Regions from separate parts of the Drosophila melanogaster genome. Here region 2 is linked to region 1. A link is a contact called in public Hi-C data. All regions are on one chromosome and are shown on one strand. Each heading gives the region's core, a stretch centred on a gene start, on an enhancer-like site or on the middle of the called end of the contact. The rest is flanking DNA. Distances are from core to core; before and after follow the strand shown.

Region 1 (4,142 bases), core at 1,242-3,741:
AATGGCGCCCGAAGAGGGACCGAGTGGCGTGGCGAGGACACACTGTTATTATTGCGTTTTTATGCATGCTCGCATATGGCGAATGTCCTTGGCCATGGTTACACCACATGATATACGGCATTAAAGTGGACCAAAAAAGGCGTGAGGATGAGGCCAGGGATTTGGGGTGCGAAAGTGGTTTTCACTGCGATATGTTTGGTTCCGGCAGTCTTAGTGGCCAGCTAGCGTGCTAAAAGTTTTTAAATATTTTAAGCTGCAGTGAATTATAGGCATCCATGGGATTCTCTCGCCCAAAAGTATCTGTGAAGTTAATTTTACAAATGAACTTACGTTGAATATTGGTTATGTTATTGTGGTATTTTGCTTAATCAAATTCAAATTCTCTACTATAACTACTAATAAGTTTAAACAATAAATAGACTAGCATCTTAGATACACGGTAATACATATCAAGATTTAAGTTTGGTTATCTGAGATACATTTCAATATCTGACATTGAAAATTGTATTTAGTACCATTTTGTTGAACATTACGAGTCTTTTTTAAATGATGCAATAATTAAGCATGTCATCAATCCCAGTTAAGGCTATCGTTTTTTGTGTATCATATTCTTTGGCGCCATCTCCCTTCCAAAGTTCACACATAGGTCAGGAGAGTATAAAAATCAATACCACGGCAATTAGGCGCCCAGCTCGTCCCCTTTCTTCGTCACTGGCTGTCCGATTTTGTGATTTATTAGTCAGTTAGAAAAAGAATACAAGGCGGAAATTAAGGACTCGGCTGGGAAAAAGTAAAGCAAACAACAATAAATTGAGTCAAATTAAGCATACGAATGCGTTCCCTGTCAATATTTGCATAGTCGAGTGAGACGTTCGTCTGGTGGCTTCGGTGCGGCATTCAGGTGGGGAGCCACTTAACACCTCCCGATTCCAAATCCAGATCAAATACTCCAGCAGGAACGTGGCTTATTAAGTCGAACGGATTACGCACTGCTCTGGGTGGGGATATGCTTGAATTGGGAAAGGGGGGAGTCAGGCACTTTCCACGCCGCACGATTTTCTTGCTACGTTCTCCATCATTTTCCTTAACCGTGCTGTATAGCGTGCACTCAAAAAAATATCTGTAAAATATCAGAATACTTTAAACAATTTTTGTGTTAGCACCATTTGAAAAACCCTTTGTTAAATTTAAAATGAATCAAATATAGTATATGAAATAGTATTATTACTTTCCTAAGGTATACATACTGAAGAAAGCTATTTATTTATTTAACACCATCATGCTAACGATTTTCTCTCTGTGTAGATAAACATCTAGAGCAGGTCACCTATTTGTATTTAGCTTTCCGATATCGAATGTCAGTTACCGTGGGGAATTCTTCACCATCCTCAATCGCTAGCTCTCGATTTCCCGCTCGGTTGGCCGCTCCGGTGTCAAAACAAACTGGAAAACGGTCTGAAACAGAGTCCGATTTTAAATCAGTCAAACAAACAGCGTGGTCCAATAATATTTGTAGATCGTAGAATCGACGTAGCTGACACCTCCATTGGGGAATGAGCGATGTAGTACATACCTTCATATAAGCACTTGGTACTAGGAATGTCGCCATGTGCACGAGTGGGTCGGTGGCCGGTCGGGGCTTATCAGTGGTGCAGTGGTATAGTGGTGCACTGGTGGCACCGACATTACCTGCTCACTTACCTGAGCCACTTACAGTGGTGGTACTCCAATTAATAGCTCTTCAAGTCCAAGTCAAAGTTGACAAATAGTTTGGTCAGTCGTGAGGTTCCTTGCCAAACTTTTGCTGCTGCTTGGAACTTTGTTATTAAAAGTTGGTACAATTATTATATAACTACAATATTATAAAAATATCACAAACTTTATTTATTCTTAAAAAGAATAATTGTTAGTTGCTATTACTTCTGCAGCTGGTGTAAAACAAACGTATTGTACTGATAAAGGTTTATCATATTATATAGCTTTAGTTCAATCTCACGATAAGGCAATTCGTGCATTACGATAGAAAATGCGATAGTGAAATTGAACGCATATTTGTTTTTAATGCTTTGTTGAAATATTTTTATTTATTATTATATTATTTTTAATATCCTTATATCAAATTCTTAATTTCCAGTGCTTACTCAGAAAATTATTCTTAAGCAGTCGCTCTCAAACTGTAGTCAAACTGTCAAGTTAGAATGTTCGAATCGAGCCAGCTCATGTTCGAATCGAACTTCAGTCAACAAATAACAACTAACTCACATGACAAATAAAAAACAATAAAAAAAACAAAAAAAAAAATAATAATAATTTTATTTTACGTTTATACGTTTTACAATAATTATTTTTGCGTATGTTTCAGCGGTTATTAGACAATAGTTTAATTTCATTCGAACTTGAAGAAGTTCGGTATGAAGAAGTTGGTTCGCTCAGTCGAACGCATTCGAGTTCGAATTGAAACCTCGACTGCGGAAGCAAGTTATTCCACTGCCAGTCGTTCAAAAATCTCAAGCGGATCGGTCGTGTTGCGGATGCCCAAAATCGAAATTGGTCGCGTTCAAAAGTTAGGCGCGTAATCAAAGTGGCAAGAAAGTTGAATAGAAAGAAAACAAACTGCAAAATATATATATAAAAAAAAACAAAGGACATTTTTAACAAAATTTGTGAAAAGTGAATTTTCCAAGGACTTGAAATTGAATTCAAAGTGAAGATTGGTAAAAAGTGTGGTACTGTTGAGATACCAAAAACTACGAACTAAACAAAAATTGCGCAAGTTTCAAATGTGGAAAACAATTTATGATTTGGTTTTAACGCACAAGTTGTAAACAAGAAACAGGATTTTAAACGCGATTTTATTAAAGTGTAAAGTGAATAATTCGAGGATTACCAAAGACATGTTGTCCCAAAGAGTGCAACCCAACTAAAGCGAGGATAAAACCGATTTAAACAGGACCTCTGACCTCGCCAACTCAATCCGAATCGCATTGCTCTTGCGGATTATAACCACCAGACATGGAGGACGAACTGCGCTGTCCCACGTGCAAGCAGCTGTACGCCAATCCGGTGCTGCTGCCATGTTTCCACGCCCTCTGCCTGGGCTGTGCCCTGGACATCCAGACGCCGTACAGTCCGGGATCGGCTCTACCGGGCGCTGTCAACGGAGCGGGTGCAGCTTCGGCAGCGGGACACAATGGGTTGCATGGCAATGGAGGCGGTGCCGGCGGCGGAGCAGCTGCTCCAGTCACAAATCCCAATGGACCCGGCACACGGCACAGCTCGCACAGCTCCGCTGCCAGCACGGCCAGCTCGAATACCGGAAGCGAGAGCGTCACCTCCGACCAGGATCAGTCGGACAAGGTGAGCATCTTCAGCGAGGCGGACTCGGGCGTGGTCTGCTGCTCGAACACATCGCGTCCGGTGTCCTATGCCGGCACAGGACTGCTGCCAGGAGTGGGCAATGTGGTGGCACCGCCTGGAGCCGCCTACTGTCTCACCTGTCCGCTCTGCCGCAAGCTCGTCTTCTTCGACGACGGAGGCGTTAGGAATCTGCCCACCTACCGCGCCATGGAGGCCATTGTGGATCGCTTTTGCGCCCGCGAGGCCCTCCGCTGCCAGATGTGCGAGACCGATCCCAAGGTCGCTTCCCTGATCTGCGAGCAGTGCGAGATTCGCTACTGCGACGCCTGCCGCGAGTTGACCCACCCCGCCCGCGGACCGCTGGCCAAGCACACGCTGGTCAAGCCGCGCGGCGCCGCCCAGCAGAGGGAGTCCGTCTGCGGGGAGCACGAGGAGACCCTCTCCCAGTACTGCCTCAGCTGCAAGGCTCCCGCCTGCGGACTTTGCATCGGAGAATTGCGCCACCAGGCACACGACGTCCAGTCCATCAACGTCACCTGCAAGGCTCAAAAGGTGAGTTGTGTGATGGGATTTCGATAGTTAAATAGTTGACTTTAATGATTGCGAGTTGCATATGCCATATCAAAACGAGAAACTGCTTGAATCTATACTACAAGTACAAGTATTTATTAAATTAATTTGTTAAATGCACAATATGCTCGAATCCTTCAGTCAATATTGCAGACCATTCTACTAACAGCCAGACAAATACAAATATTTGTTTAATTTATTGGTAAACAAAGTGC
Region 2 (4,035 bases), core at 1,391-3,890, 260 kb after region 1:
CTCGAGTGCCCCCCTTCGGCAAAATTGGTAATGAGCATTGTTAAAATGCGCTAAGTGATTTTTTGCACTTTGCGACTTCTTCGCCTGTCGCCTCGTCTTGGCCGTCTTTTGCAAGCCATTTGTGCACCGTGTTTGGTTTGTTTGGCATGGCTGCCTTTTAGTATTTGCCTATGAATGAAGTGGCTATATCTAAAGTGGCAACGGCTATATTGCTATCCACATATATTTTCATTCATATCTCGAACTTTTTTGTGGCGCGGCGGCTTCACTTTGTCGCAGGAAGTCCCAGTTTAGTTAATAAATGCATATGCTGAATATGTTTATTAGGCACACATTTAGGAACTATGCCTAGAGCATAAAAATATATGTATCTCCTTTTCGCACTTGCCACTCTAAAATTCTGCACTTAACTCATCTACATACTGTTGACAACCTGGCTAGCTGCCTTTGCGCACGTGAAAGATATATTGTGGGGTAAAAATAAAATAATACATCGTCGAACTATCATCAGCACGCGATTTCGTCAGAGCATATGGCTTAATCTCACGTAACAGAAATTATTCTATAATAATTCTCAACGCTCTACGCGGTCGGACAAAAGATTTCGCATGCATTTACTTGAATGATTTATACCCATTCGTATATACTCGTACGAAACTTCGGACACTCACAATTCATCTGAAATGGCCATCCTTAACCTTGAACCCCGGACGCATTAGTGCGCCAAAGTTAATAATTTAAATCAACTAATTGCGGCAATAATAGGCGAATTTATTTACGGCTGACTTTGGGCCGCCTGACCGACCGACCGACCAACAAGCTGCGAAAATTTCTATAATCGGCAAGAAGCAACGCTTAATTTGCAATGAATCCCCAGAAGCCGCACTGAATGAATGTGCCAAAAATTGAGGAACAAGATTTCAATACAATACCGTCTGAATTAACACGCTATAGAAGCTGTCAGAGAAACAAAAAAAAGGCAAAAAAAAATAGTAAAAGGAGAAAAAAGCCACAAGAAAAGTTCACAAGCCACGGCTAAAAGGCAGACACGCGTGTCTTGCCATTTGTTTATTGTTGATTTACTCGCTTTATTTTCGTTTTAGTCGGTAGCTGGTAGCTAGTATCTGGTAGTTGGTAGCTGGATAGCCCAGCGACAATGCCATTAAGATTAATGTTTATTATCTAGGCAGCAAGCCTACATGAAACTTGGGGGGGATAAAAAACACAGTGACGAGTAGCAATGAACCTTGTAAGGTCTGGGCTGCTGTCAAATGGCTTTATTTCATGTGCCACACACACATCAGTTGCAGCAGCAAGTCGCTCATAAATTTTGAATACATTTCAAACACCTGTAATCGTAAAAATCAGCACTTAGTCACCGCCGCCGCCGCCGCCGCCGCTCAAAATCCAAACAATTTGTGAACGCCAAAAAGTACACAGAAATAAAGAGCAATACCTAACAATAATGGTACATAGTTCAAAAGCGTTTCGATTGTTTGGCATCAGGGGTATTTGAACACAGGTAAGTGAACTATGTAGGTGGGTATACATATGTGTATTCGAATCAAAACAATCGCATAGACACATCATCCTTCACTTACTGCGAATTAAGTAAGCAACCGATTTGTTCGAACAGCTTCGCAGACTTCTCGAGAAATGTGGATAAACATATTTCAAGTATTTCTTTGAAATGTGATCTAGCTAAAAAGCTAAAGCTACTGAATCAATTTTATTTTCAACAAATACAGTTCCTGGGAATTTTCTATCATTTATGGATTCGCCAATTTATTAAGGTTTTTTGTCTCAGTTTTTAGTTTCAACTTGGTGCACAAAGCTGCTACTTTTCATTTTCGGCTTGCTTTCTTTATTTATAGAATTTACCTTTAATTTTCTGTAAGAATTATAATTTAATATTTTTCATGAACCACTGCAATTGACTATATTTCCTTGGCTATGACAGCTAAACTGAATATTTACGGCGCGTAAATATTTTGGCGCATTTTCCCCCGCTTCGCTGGACTGAAAATCACCAAGCGAACGAATTTCTTGTTCAATAATTTCACTCTTGGCAACCGACTATCAAACAACCTTTGCATTATTTTTGTTGCCATTGCAATATTGTTACTACAAGTGTCCCCTGGTTTGTTGTACAAACATAGCCACATATATTACATATGGCCACATATCGACTTGCACATGCAGACACTTACGTTTGTGGCCGAAATGAATATTTCGCGCTTTTTCGATTTGAGGGGCGCGATGGATGATGGGCTTAAAGAAATATTTTCTGATTAGCGTCGAGCTGGTGTGGTGGTGGTGTTTTGCTATTGCTGCTGCTTTTTAGACGGTTTTTGCCTCGCTTTTGGCCTTACCCACGTTTCTTGCCGTTTTCTTTTGCGTTTTTTTTCGGTTTTTTTTCTGAATATATTTTTTTTTACATATATGTTATGTTTTAGTGCTTTTCCAATTTCTTATTCACTTCATGTCTGCGCCCGCACACAGTTGCACACTCAGCGACGCAAGGGGGTTCACCATAGGCAGTACGCACTGTAAATTATGTGAGCTTTCAGCCGCCTTTGGCCGATTTTCGATTTTCAACCGCGACGTCAACGTTGTGCGCTCGAAATCTCGTTACTAACTAAAATAAACGAAGCGCGGCCCGACAAAAAAATCGACATCAGAGTGGCGATGTTTGTCTTTTGTTGTTGCAGCCGTCGACGGTAACCAAGCTCGCTCGCACACCTGCCCCTTCCCTCCCCTCACCACACCAACCCGCCGCCACGCCCCCTTATGCACGCCCCGGCTTCGAACGGCGGCAAGTTCAAGTCGCAATGTTAGGCTTGAACGGAAATGGCGGCTTAGCTAGTTTCTAGACAGCTTTTGTTTATAAATAAAAAATTATTCTAAGTCGCCTGGTAAATATTTTAAAAATTTTTGTTAGAATATTCTTTTTATTTTTTAAGTAAAAGTATTTATTTTTCATGGAATACATGTATAAAAATTCCTTACGATGTTGTAAGTAGTGTATTAAACCTACTTCTGAGTCATAGAATTTGACTTTCTTGCGAACAAGTTTTCTATAAATATATGTAATAATATGATACAATAGCTTAAAAAACCTATATTAAATAAATTCATAAAGATGTAGCTTAGCTCGTTTATAGCTCAATTCAAGTGTGAGTTCTCTGATCTCGAGCCGTCTGAGTCTGCGCTGATTTAAGTTCGAAACGAACTTCGGATCGAAGGCAAAACTTGCAAGCCGGCAAAAGTGAACTTGCGTGTTGCTGGACTGTTCGCAACATGTTGCTTCCGCTGGGAATTTCTTAGTGCCAATATACAAATTTTAATTGGAATGACTAACGAAAAATATTGTTTACCCGATTTCTACAACCTTGATTGTTCCTATTTGGGTAATTCAGAAAAATACTGCGTTAGCCAATTCAGAAACAGGCCTTCGCCTGAGGCATTCTTCCAAATGAGCTGAGTCGTCCTGTGATTACCAAAAATTCCAATTTGCTCGCTGAGCTCGACTTTGCACCTTTGTGCACTCAGCAGACAGTAAATTTCGAGTGAATCCCAACGTCTTCTTGTTGCCAGCGGCAAACCAAGGTGCCCCATGACGTCTAATATTTTCCCGAACTCGTTTGCTTACTCACACACGAAATTATGCCAGGAATGTTGGTGGGACCCGGGGCATCTGAACGGTGGTTGTTGTGACCGTCTGAGATTGCCCGTGGTTGAAAGTCGTCTGATTAATTCCGAATCGAGAGTGTATCCATGAACTTGGAGTATCTTCGTAGCGATAGAGTAGCGAGGCAAAAGCCGGTTAATAGCCAAAATGTTGGTCACATGGCAAGTGAGACGCGTGCCATGCGTAGAACTGCATTCCATTTGTTAGTCTGGGCTTATCCCGCACAATTAAGCCAAGTCCCTTTGCTGATTCATGTTCTGGCTAAAAAAGATCAGGTGATTTCATTTGCAGTTCGAAAAAACCCAATAAGCCATTGACACCAGTTTACGATTACCATTTCTGCA

Evidence for each region. A called contact is a pair of places that touch in the nucleus more often than the background predicts.
Region 2: a Hi-C map of the Kc167 cell line shows a contact between it and region 1, with 1.6 times the contacts expected there. The contact joins the promoter of CG31869 here to the promoter of Trim9 in region 1. A contact is called at or near these places in 19 of 107 Hi-C or Micro-C datasets (the D17-c3 cell line, the Kc167 cell line, the OSC cell line and 9 more).

What each region holds. Positions count from the first base shown.
Region 1 is chr2L:10,542,392-10,546,533 of dm6, forward strand. Trim9 (Tripartite motif containing 9) reads left to right here and starts at 2,492. Exons shown (of 10, transcript NM_001201857.2): 1 at 2,492-3,909. The coding sequence starts at 3,013. It overlaps lncRNA:CR44618 (long non-coding RNA:CR44618), which reads right to left and starts at 1,131. Exons shown (of 1, transcript NR_124178.1): 1 at 469-1,131.
Region 2 is chr2L:10,798,469-10,802,503 of dm6, forward strand. It overlaps CG31869, which reads right to left and starts at 2,641. Exons shown (of 7, transcript NM_164944.4): 1 at 2,211-2,641. It overlaps lncRNA:CR44581 (long non-coding RNA:CR44581), which reads right to left. Exons shown (of 2, transcript NR_124184.1): 2 at 3,127-3,952.